2 separate regions of the Gasterosteus aculeatus genome follow, and region 2 is linked to region 1. The links are chromatin contacts, called in public Hi-C maps. All regions are on one chromosome and are shown on one strand. Each heading gives the region's core, a stretch centred on a gene start, on an enhancer-like site or on the middle of the called end of the contact. The rest is flanking DNA. Distances are from core to core; before and after follow the strand shown. Region 1 holds the start of rars1 (arginyl-tRNA synthetase 1). Region 2 holds the start of ponzr2 (plac8 onzin related protein 2).

What was found. Hi-C and Micro-C count contacts between places; a contact is called where the count stands out from the background.
Region 2: a contact with region 1 is called in a Hi-C map of skeletal muscle, with 3 times the contacts expected there. The contact joins the promoter of ponzr2 here to the promoter of rars1 in region 1. A contact is called at or near these places in 2 of 6 Hi-C or Micro-C datasets (both in skeletal muscle).

What each region holds. Positions count from the first base shown.
Region 1 is chr7:29,364,012-29,368,290 of fGasAcu3.hap1.1, reverse strand. It overlaps rars1 (arginyl-tRNA synthetase 1), which reads right to left and starts at 1,326. Exons shown (of 15, transcript XM_078106894.1): 1 at 1,138-1,326; 2 at 195-329; 3 at 1-14. The coding sequence starts at 1,182.
Region 2 is chr7:29,657,061-29,661,373 of fGasAcu3.hap1.1, reverse strand. It overlaps ponzr2 (plac8 onzin related protein 2), which reads right to left and starts at 1,502. Exons shown (of 4, transcript XM_040182954.2): 1 at 1-1,502. LOC144410373 (a long non-coding RNA gene) reads left to right here and starts at 3,176. Exons shown (of 2, transcript XR_013468403.1): 1 at 3,176-3,649; 2 at 3,747-4,313.

The DNA.
Region 1 (4,279 bases), core at 77-2,576:
TCCTCCTGCAGGCTCTGAGGACACGCAGTATTTGTGCAAGAAACACGTTAGGTTTACAAGTGCAACGGAGCCGTGTGTTTTCAGAGTTTAACACAAATATTAAGCCGGCCGTCAGCAACCAGCTGAGCCAACAAACAGCTCTGGATGGCGCTTCGGGTCGGCTCGGGGCTCGGGGCCCCCGCGGTGTCCCTCACCCTCTTCAGGATGTTGACGCGGTACTTCAGCCTGGCGTTTTCATCCCGCAGCTCATCTAGGTGTTCGGACGCGCTCAGGTTCTGCGGGTTTTTGAGGCTCTCGATTTCTGCAGAGAGACTCTGGATCTCCTTCTCCTGCGAAACAATACAGGAAGATTTGTGGGAACGATCCGGTTTTGGAAAGGTCTACTTGTGATGCAAGAGCTTGTTCCTGAAGAGAGAACGGGAGCCAGCTGGGAGTTCGTATACTCTCAAAGATAGATATCAGCCGAATTTATCAGTCACATTTGTTTGTCATGTGATTTACTGTGACTTTAGCAGCTTTAGCTTGTGTCAAAATAATCCACTGATGCAAATAGGAACTGGTGTTTGGTAATTCCCTTTATTTTTCGTCTGTGGCACATTGTACTGTGGCAGAAAATCGTAGTGCTTTCACGATGAGATTATTACGAGGCAACAGGGGTAAATGTTTAACTTCATGAGCAGTTCTTTGGTGGTATTTATGGCCTTATATGATTGAGTATCACAACGAAACTGAAAGCTGCATCGCGATGCAACAAACCGTCAAATTAATACAAAGACTCCCTGAAATAGACTTGAGGATAAATAGATTCTACAACAAAACCAGACATCCAGTAAATGAACACACCACTTAGGGAAAATTTAAAAAAAAAAGTGTATTGTATTCGTTAAAAAGGGGCATACGGGCAAATTAATGTCAGCCGAATGTGAGTATGGGAAACATCTAAACGGTACACATTATTGTTGTTTTTCGGCCATGTTTAATTTTTGGATAATAGGTACAACAGCGTTAAATTGTTACTTTCTTTAATGACGTTCGGCACAGCTCTGTCTCCTGCGGACCCGGTGCGAAGCTACGGGATGGACGCCGACTAGCCTGCTAGCTAACCCCAGCTACACCTCCCGCAGGCCGGCCGGTTACCTGTTGCTGCAGTCGGCCTGCGCACTCGGTTATGGGGTCTCCCATCTTTCTGACACACCAGAGAGAAACTCTTCTGTCTGCTCGATGCGGAGTCTCGTGTCTGACGAAACTGGGATGAGGAAGCAGTTCAAAACTTTGAGGTATGTGCTTCCGGGACAGGATACGTCATCTTTTTCTTCTTCGTGTTTCTTGGTGGATCTTTAAACCGTCAAAGAAGGACAGCGCCCCCTCCTGTATGTGTTGCAATATGACGTAATGAAAAAATGATATATTTGCTTGTAAAATACCCCAGTTAAAAATCAAACCTGTAACAATAAAACTTTTTGGGCTTTTGACAACTTGAAAAATAATTAATAGTTATAAAATTATAGGGTTACCGTAGGAAAGTATAGCTTGCTGCTAATCGTAAGTAATTTTTTGCATGCAAGCTAGTTATTCTACAATAATACAGAGTGCAAACCAAAACTCTCCCGTGTGACCGATTTATAAATAGATAAAAAAGTGAAATGCACACAAAGAGTTTACTCTGCTCCACCAAAAGTGTTAGTATACCCTAACAGAATATTTGGAAAGTGGAAAAAAACACACATTTGTACCTGGATCCCACATGTCATATTTAAAATATTAAGGGAGATGGATAAAATATGTACAAAAAAGTAAATTCTGGACGCACAAAACACATCAAATAGAAGAGAAGAACTTTTTTTATTTGTTGTGAAACTACAAAACATTTTGTTTGGTTGTTGTTTTTTGTGCTGGTGAAATATTTACATATCTGGTCGGTAGTACAGTGTCTGAGAATAAAATTCACAGCTTTTCAGGACTCTTGCGAAACAAAGAAAAACAGGAAAAGCACACCCAAATCACAAAGTGCAATAAATACATGCTGCATGTTTCTCATAGCCGCCTCCATACACGTTACCAGGTTCATCAACAGTCGTAATACAAACAGATTAATTCGGGATAAAACAAAAATCACACCACAGAAGGCGGAGAAAAAAATGCACTTGAACTTCAAAAAACAAACAGGAATAATATCACAACCTACACGATGAAAAAATAATTATTTGTGACTAACAGCATTTGTTTTTCTCTGAATGATCGTGATTTCTTGTAGATTTCTTCATCCAGATGTTGCTATGTATAAACGTGTCCTTTTTTTAGTTTTTCCGATTTAGACGTTAAACAACATTCGGTTGATCAGGACAAGAGTTCAACTGGACTCGCAGACATTCCTATTCCTTAAAACTACTCGCTCTACAGTCGGGGAACACGACAGACAAACGCTTTGCCATTTGGGGAAAAAAACGATGCAAACACTCTTTGCTTCCAGCTTCATTCAGGTCACGTAGTGGCGGCCGTGTTTGGACAATAAAGACCAAAAAAAGAAGAAAGAAAACAACAGCATAAGGCTCTGATTGACGCCATATTGTCCTGTTATAGTTCAACCCCACCGGCCCGCTGTACTTGGGGTGGGGGGGCGGGGGTGGGACCGGATCCAGATGTTGAGATGTAATAGTTTTTACCCCAGGTAAAGTATTGTTTGGAACACTAACGGCTACATTCCAGGGTGTGAGTTTCGGTTAAATCTTTGGTATTGATGGTTTGTACAGTGTTTAGCTTAAAAACTGCTCAGACGGATCAAACGTCCTCACGGCATCGGATTGAGCTTCCGTCCAGCTCCACATGAGGAGCGAGCAGCTCTGGTGATTTTGGACTATTTAAGTGGTATTAATTATTCTCATGTGTTTGTGCAATATATATTCCCGACTTCCACGGTGTTGTGACTACCTTTCCTGTGGAACTAAAACAATTAGTGTTTTCTTCTGGTGAAGCGGAAACATCTGGAAGGACGGCAGCAGCTGGTTTCTCGTTGGGAAATGGAGACATGATTACGAGAAGGGTTTGTGTCACTTTTCTCCAAAGCACCTAAAGGACCCAAAAGGCAGGAAATAGCATGATGACCCAGCAAGAGATGACGACATCGGCACGTATGACCATCGTCCGGTTAATTATTTATAATGTAGCAGCTGCAAAGCGTCCCTGGGGAGAGACAACGAGTCCACTTTAGGACCGCACGCTGAGAAACTGTTGGGTTTTGGCACTTAAAAGTAAAAATCCAGCTTTTTGTTGAGCTTTACGGTTACGCAGGTAGTGTCTTCTTTTATTTCTTCTAAGTCAGACAGAATGTTTAATTCTTGAGTGTCCAAAGGATGCAACCTTCTGAACTTTCTTCTTGCTCCCTTTCGTCACTACATTTCCCACAATGCATTCTGGCAAATTGTTTGCAGTCTTCTTTTTGTTGCGTTTTTCATATTTGTGAGTTTTAGTCTCTCTTGCGGTAACGTGCTTCTCATTGTGGTCGTTTATTGTAGTCCATCGTGTCCCCGCACTGTGGTCACAACACTTTATGTAGAAAAGGCTCAGAAACTGGCCATAAAAATGAGGTAGTAAGCAAAGTAATGAGAACGTGTTTCCAGTCCCTGTTGTCTTGTTTCTGCAACGCATTCTGGTCTATTTCCTAGCAGACAAACATCATTACCAATATTAATGGAGGATTGGAAAAAGCTTCATTAGAAACACGAGGTAAATCACAGAAGAAGAGTTGCTTTAACGCGAGTGAACTGTTGAAAATAAAATTTTCATAGCAAAACACCACGGACAAAACGTACAACAGCTGCTCTACATCCAGGTACCAACACAAAGAGTCAGTAAACAGGCGACGTGCCAGAGTCCGGTTGCCGCGGAAACAACGTCAGCGGTCCGGAGTTCTTCACTGAGCTGAATAGGACTCACGCACTGTGGCGTCTGAGGTGCACGATTCAGTCGCTCCGAACACACGGACACAGTGAAATACTGATTTACAGCCAGTGTACCAGGAAAGGGTTCTCAGTTATTAGTGTTTGTTATTTAACTCGTGATTAATTGTGGCACGGGGGGGGGGTGAAGGGTTGAAAAATGCTGTAATTAGTTTTTCAGCGCAGGCAGTCAATATGAAGTCGCGGCCGGTGTTTTTCAGTCTTGCTGGGGCATCGTGCTCCGATCAAAGAGACGTGAGAACACGTATCTCAGATACGCGTCCGAAACGGAGCGCAAACAGAGGGGGAGGCGAGTCGGACATCAAAACGCCGCTTTTAGTTCA
Region 2 (4,313 bases), core at 253-2,752, 290 kb before region 1:
GCTGTGATTACAGGAGGTCAGCCTGCCAATCAAAGGACAACAAGCTATTAAAATATAATTAGACAGCGCTCACTGAAGTCAGGCAGGAGAGCAATCCCCACCTGGCAGGTTCTCTCTGTATTTCCTGCTCATAATTGGGGTCAGGAGGCGTTCTTTTGCCTCTGCTGATGATGCGGAGGCATTAGCCAAATGAGATGAATAGCTATGTAGCTATGTAGATGTGAACCTAGCAGATGATGAGTCACATTGTTCGCCGCTTCAGTTTTAATTTGACCTGATTTTCGGCATCGGTGGAGTCGCCATCTTGGTCTTGGGGTGTTTGCGTGATCCCGGAGTTACCGCTGACATTGTGGCGTTCCTCACTTGCGACGACGTGCCTGTTCGCGTCCAAAACAAAAAAGGTGTGAAGAAGAGATTGATTCTTGTGTTTTCTTTTTGGTTTAGTTTAATCGACCCAGACATTTCCCGGTTAAGGTCTCGGGATTCAAATTCACCCCAGGCCCCCGTCCTAGATATCATACGACAAACTACTTTTGTATTTTGTGTCTAAGCATAAAGATTCATGAACTTGGAGTCGGGGAGCAACTATTTGTCTTTTATTCCACCGTCATGTGAGTAATGTCGCAGGTGAAAGTCACAACCTGGGGTTTTTGGCCCGGATGATTTCCTGTTTGTTCTCCTCTATGAGGAGCGTGCGGGAATAAACAAAAATAAAAATAACCTCCCATGTCTGAACAGTTACCGTGAAAAAAAAAAAAAAAACTTCTTAAAGAGGCTGAACAGCAGACGTCATGGAAAGGACGTCATGTGGAGCCAAGTGAGATCTGTGAGATTGTTGCCTCATTCCTTCCCCCGGAAAATGAAACGTGACAAAGAAAAAAAAAGACCATGAAGTCATGAAGCAAAAACTCTGAGAACGCACGCCACACCCTGCGTTCTTGTTCCGATGAGAAAGAGCGCCGGCGGCCTCGGTGTAAGTCAAAGGTCACCTGGAACCACAGAATACAATGTCATTCGCCGCAGCGCGGTGACCATTGACCTACGGGAGGTGTGGAAACCGAAACAGGGGTGGCGAGGGACAACTTTGTCCAGTGACCAGTGCAGCATTGAGGCACCACTAGCCAGGTGACACTCGCTCCTTCTCGTCTCGGTGTGCGTGCTGCCGAGGCGCGGCGGCGTCACCCGCTGGTCACTGGACTTCCCTTTTAACCCTCAGACCTCGGCATCCAGACAGATGCCATCTTGTCTTTGGAATGTTTTCATAGTCGTCTGAAGCTTTTCACCTTTTGTTTGCGGTTTCCGATGTGCATCCATTAGGACGCGTGTCACTGATCCCCGGACCGGGTTCAGGTGGAGTCCAGCGGGGGCCACCGCGGCGAGCGGGACAACGTGGTCGGATCGCCAGACGGCCTCTGTGCACACGCGCTTCAAAGAGGGGCTCCGGTGCGGATATCGAACGACGCGGGAGGCGACGACTTGAACCAGCCAGCTGATAGAGTGTTACACTGTTTTGGTGATAAGAGTTTGCATTCAGCAGCTTCCCCTCCACCTTTGATCCAGATCGATGGCCCCCGAGGAGGCAGCGTGAGGCCGAGTGAACGGCCCCCGACTTTAACGCGATTCCCTCCACGTGCCCCTGCACACGTTTTATTCAGGAAGCTCTATTGATGGAGCAGCTTGTCAACACGTGAACAGAAGCTTTTGGAAGCTGAGGATCACGCGTTTTAACAGAATGATACAACAGTTAATGGGAGACGGAACACTTTTTTAATATTATAAGGACTATCGTTATTTAATACACCTTCAAACAAGGGCTTAGACCAAAAGACTATAACTGGAAAAACAGTAAGAACAACAGGTGTGTAGCAGTGATATTAAACGTAATAATAACAGTGATAGGTCAAATTAAATTCTATATATATATATTTAACAGCCCTATTTATTATAACTTCAAATAAGGTTTTTTGTAAACCGCAGCGATGCTGCAGAGGCCGAAATCCTGCATTTGTCATGTTAGCAGACTAAGCTTAGCACAGTTTGCAGGGTCAGATGTTAACGGATCCAGAACAAGTGGAAAACTTTACCGGTGTCATAAACGCACCATCGGGGAGCAAAATGATTAATAAGGGAGACTTTTGAGATCTTCTTTCGTCACTGAGGGAAACTTTTAGTTACAAGAATATAAATCGTGACAAGTTGGTGACATGATGCCCAGTGCATATATATATTGGACCACACATACAGGCGAGGATCTCTGGCTGTTGAACACGTGGCCACAGCACAGAGCGATCCTGCTTTGTCCACAGCACATGAACCAGCTGAACTCAGGAGGTGACGACCAAAGAGCGAAATGTCCGATCAGAGCAAACAGACAGCAGAGCAGCAGCCACGAAGACACAGGTCACAGTCCATCCACGGTCAATATCATCTTAATCTTTTGTCCAAAAAAAACACAACAGGTTTTTTTTTTCCCCCCCCGGGGTCGGACGAGTTCAGCAAAAAGCCGGATGAGTGCAGATGAAACAGGAACGCTGCGCGGGTCATTTCATGGAGCGATGCGAGCGGCCGCTGCAGCAACCCTGCTGCAAATGTGCAGCTTATTAACTGCGACAAATTATTAAAGCACCGCTGCTTTTTTCTTTTTTTTTCAAAACACGAGGGACCGTTTTCACTGGCAACTAATTATGCTTCTGCTTAAACTAAATTTGAATTTTTTTTGTTCCTCTAGAAGAAGCTCAAAGCTAAAAAGGTCTTCACTGAAAACATTTAGATGGTCAGTATTCCATTTGCACAATGACAGGACATTGTAAAGGCGGAAATGTTGGCTAAATGTGCCACTTTCTTCACCACGTAGTCTAAATGTGTGCGTCCGTGCTGGCCGGTGGATCAGTGTGAAATGCATAAAAAGAAGAGGTTTCCACTGTTACATAACCCGTTTCTCTTCATTTCATTTCATTACCGACCTCCACCGAAAAGGTCGACACTAACAACTACTGAACTTTGCCCCAGTAAGTGTCCTCTTAAATGGAGAGAGAGAGGGGGGAGAGAGACACAGAGCAGTGGTGAGTCAGAGAGGACAGAAGAAGACCACTGGAACAAGGATCTCCCACTCAAATCCGGTACGGCTTGAATTTGCAGTTAGATGATATTTGTGTGAATAATGAAATGTAGATATGCAGATAGAACGAGGCTATTTGCCTGTTTGATGTGTGCATTTAGAGAAATCTTTGCATGTACACGGACGGACGAGTTAAACATGATGGGTAGCATCATCTCTGACTGCAATGTCCTGTTTCACTTGCTTGGCTGAGCTTATAATCGGGACTTGATGGTGAGACTCCGTTTCAAGGAGTTACTAAAAGCTTTAATCAGTTAAAGGTCAGAAATATTTCCTCCACTGTCTGAAAATACTGCATAGAAAATATTGTGAATATATGATTTTATCTCCGAGGGAATAATTCAAACACGATTATTTTTCTTTTTTTTCCTCCCTTAAATCGCAGGCGAATAAGTGTAGGTTTTGGAAATGACGGCACGCTACAGAATTTGAATAATCTTCTTTCAGCTCCTCTGCAGAAGGCACCTGAAGTTCGTCTCCACAACTGAAGGATTCTTGTCTACATTTCGAGCCCAGGCCCGTTTGGCCCCGGTTGGTTCATTTAGTCCAAACGCAGATTTAAAAAGGAGGAAAAAGCCCTTTCCCGGCATTGGTGCTTAAATGCTGAACGTTTTGGTTTGTTTTGAAGGATTCTTTAACGGGACCTCGGTCTCCCCCTACTGGAGAACTGATGAAACCACAGGGACCGTCCCGGCTGCAGCGTTCACGTCCCACAGAATGAACCGGGACGGACTCCGACACTCTCCTGATCTCCTTTAACCTTCTCTAATGTAATGCGTTGACTTGCAGGTGCCTTAGTGCCACCAGGCGTCGCGGGGACTCGGGACATCGAGGGGGGGGGGGGGGGGGGGGGATGGAAGGCAGCGGCGGGTCAGAGCCTGCGCCTCCCGGCCCCGGGGGGACATCGGCCGCGCCGGGGCATCTGCTCTCCTCGGGCCCCCTGGACAAGTGGCACCACCAGGCGGACTCCGTCCTCACGGCGGCCCGGCTCGCTCGCAGAGGATGGACGGAGGAGGGGACGAAGATGGCATGGGGGCCGGACCCCTCGCGTCGACCCCCCGCCTCCGGGTCAGATGGGAATCGGGCCTCGGAACGTGGCGCCGTTGGCCCGAAGGAACCCGGGGGCGGACGGGTTCGGGACGCGGAGACGGAAGCCTCGTTCTCGGCGGACAGACGGGCCGAGGGACAGACGGGC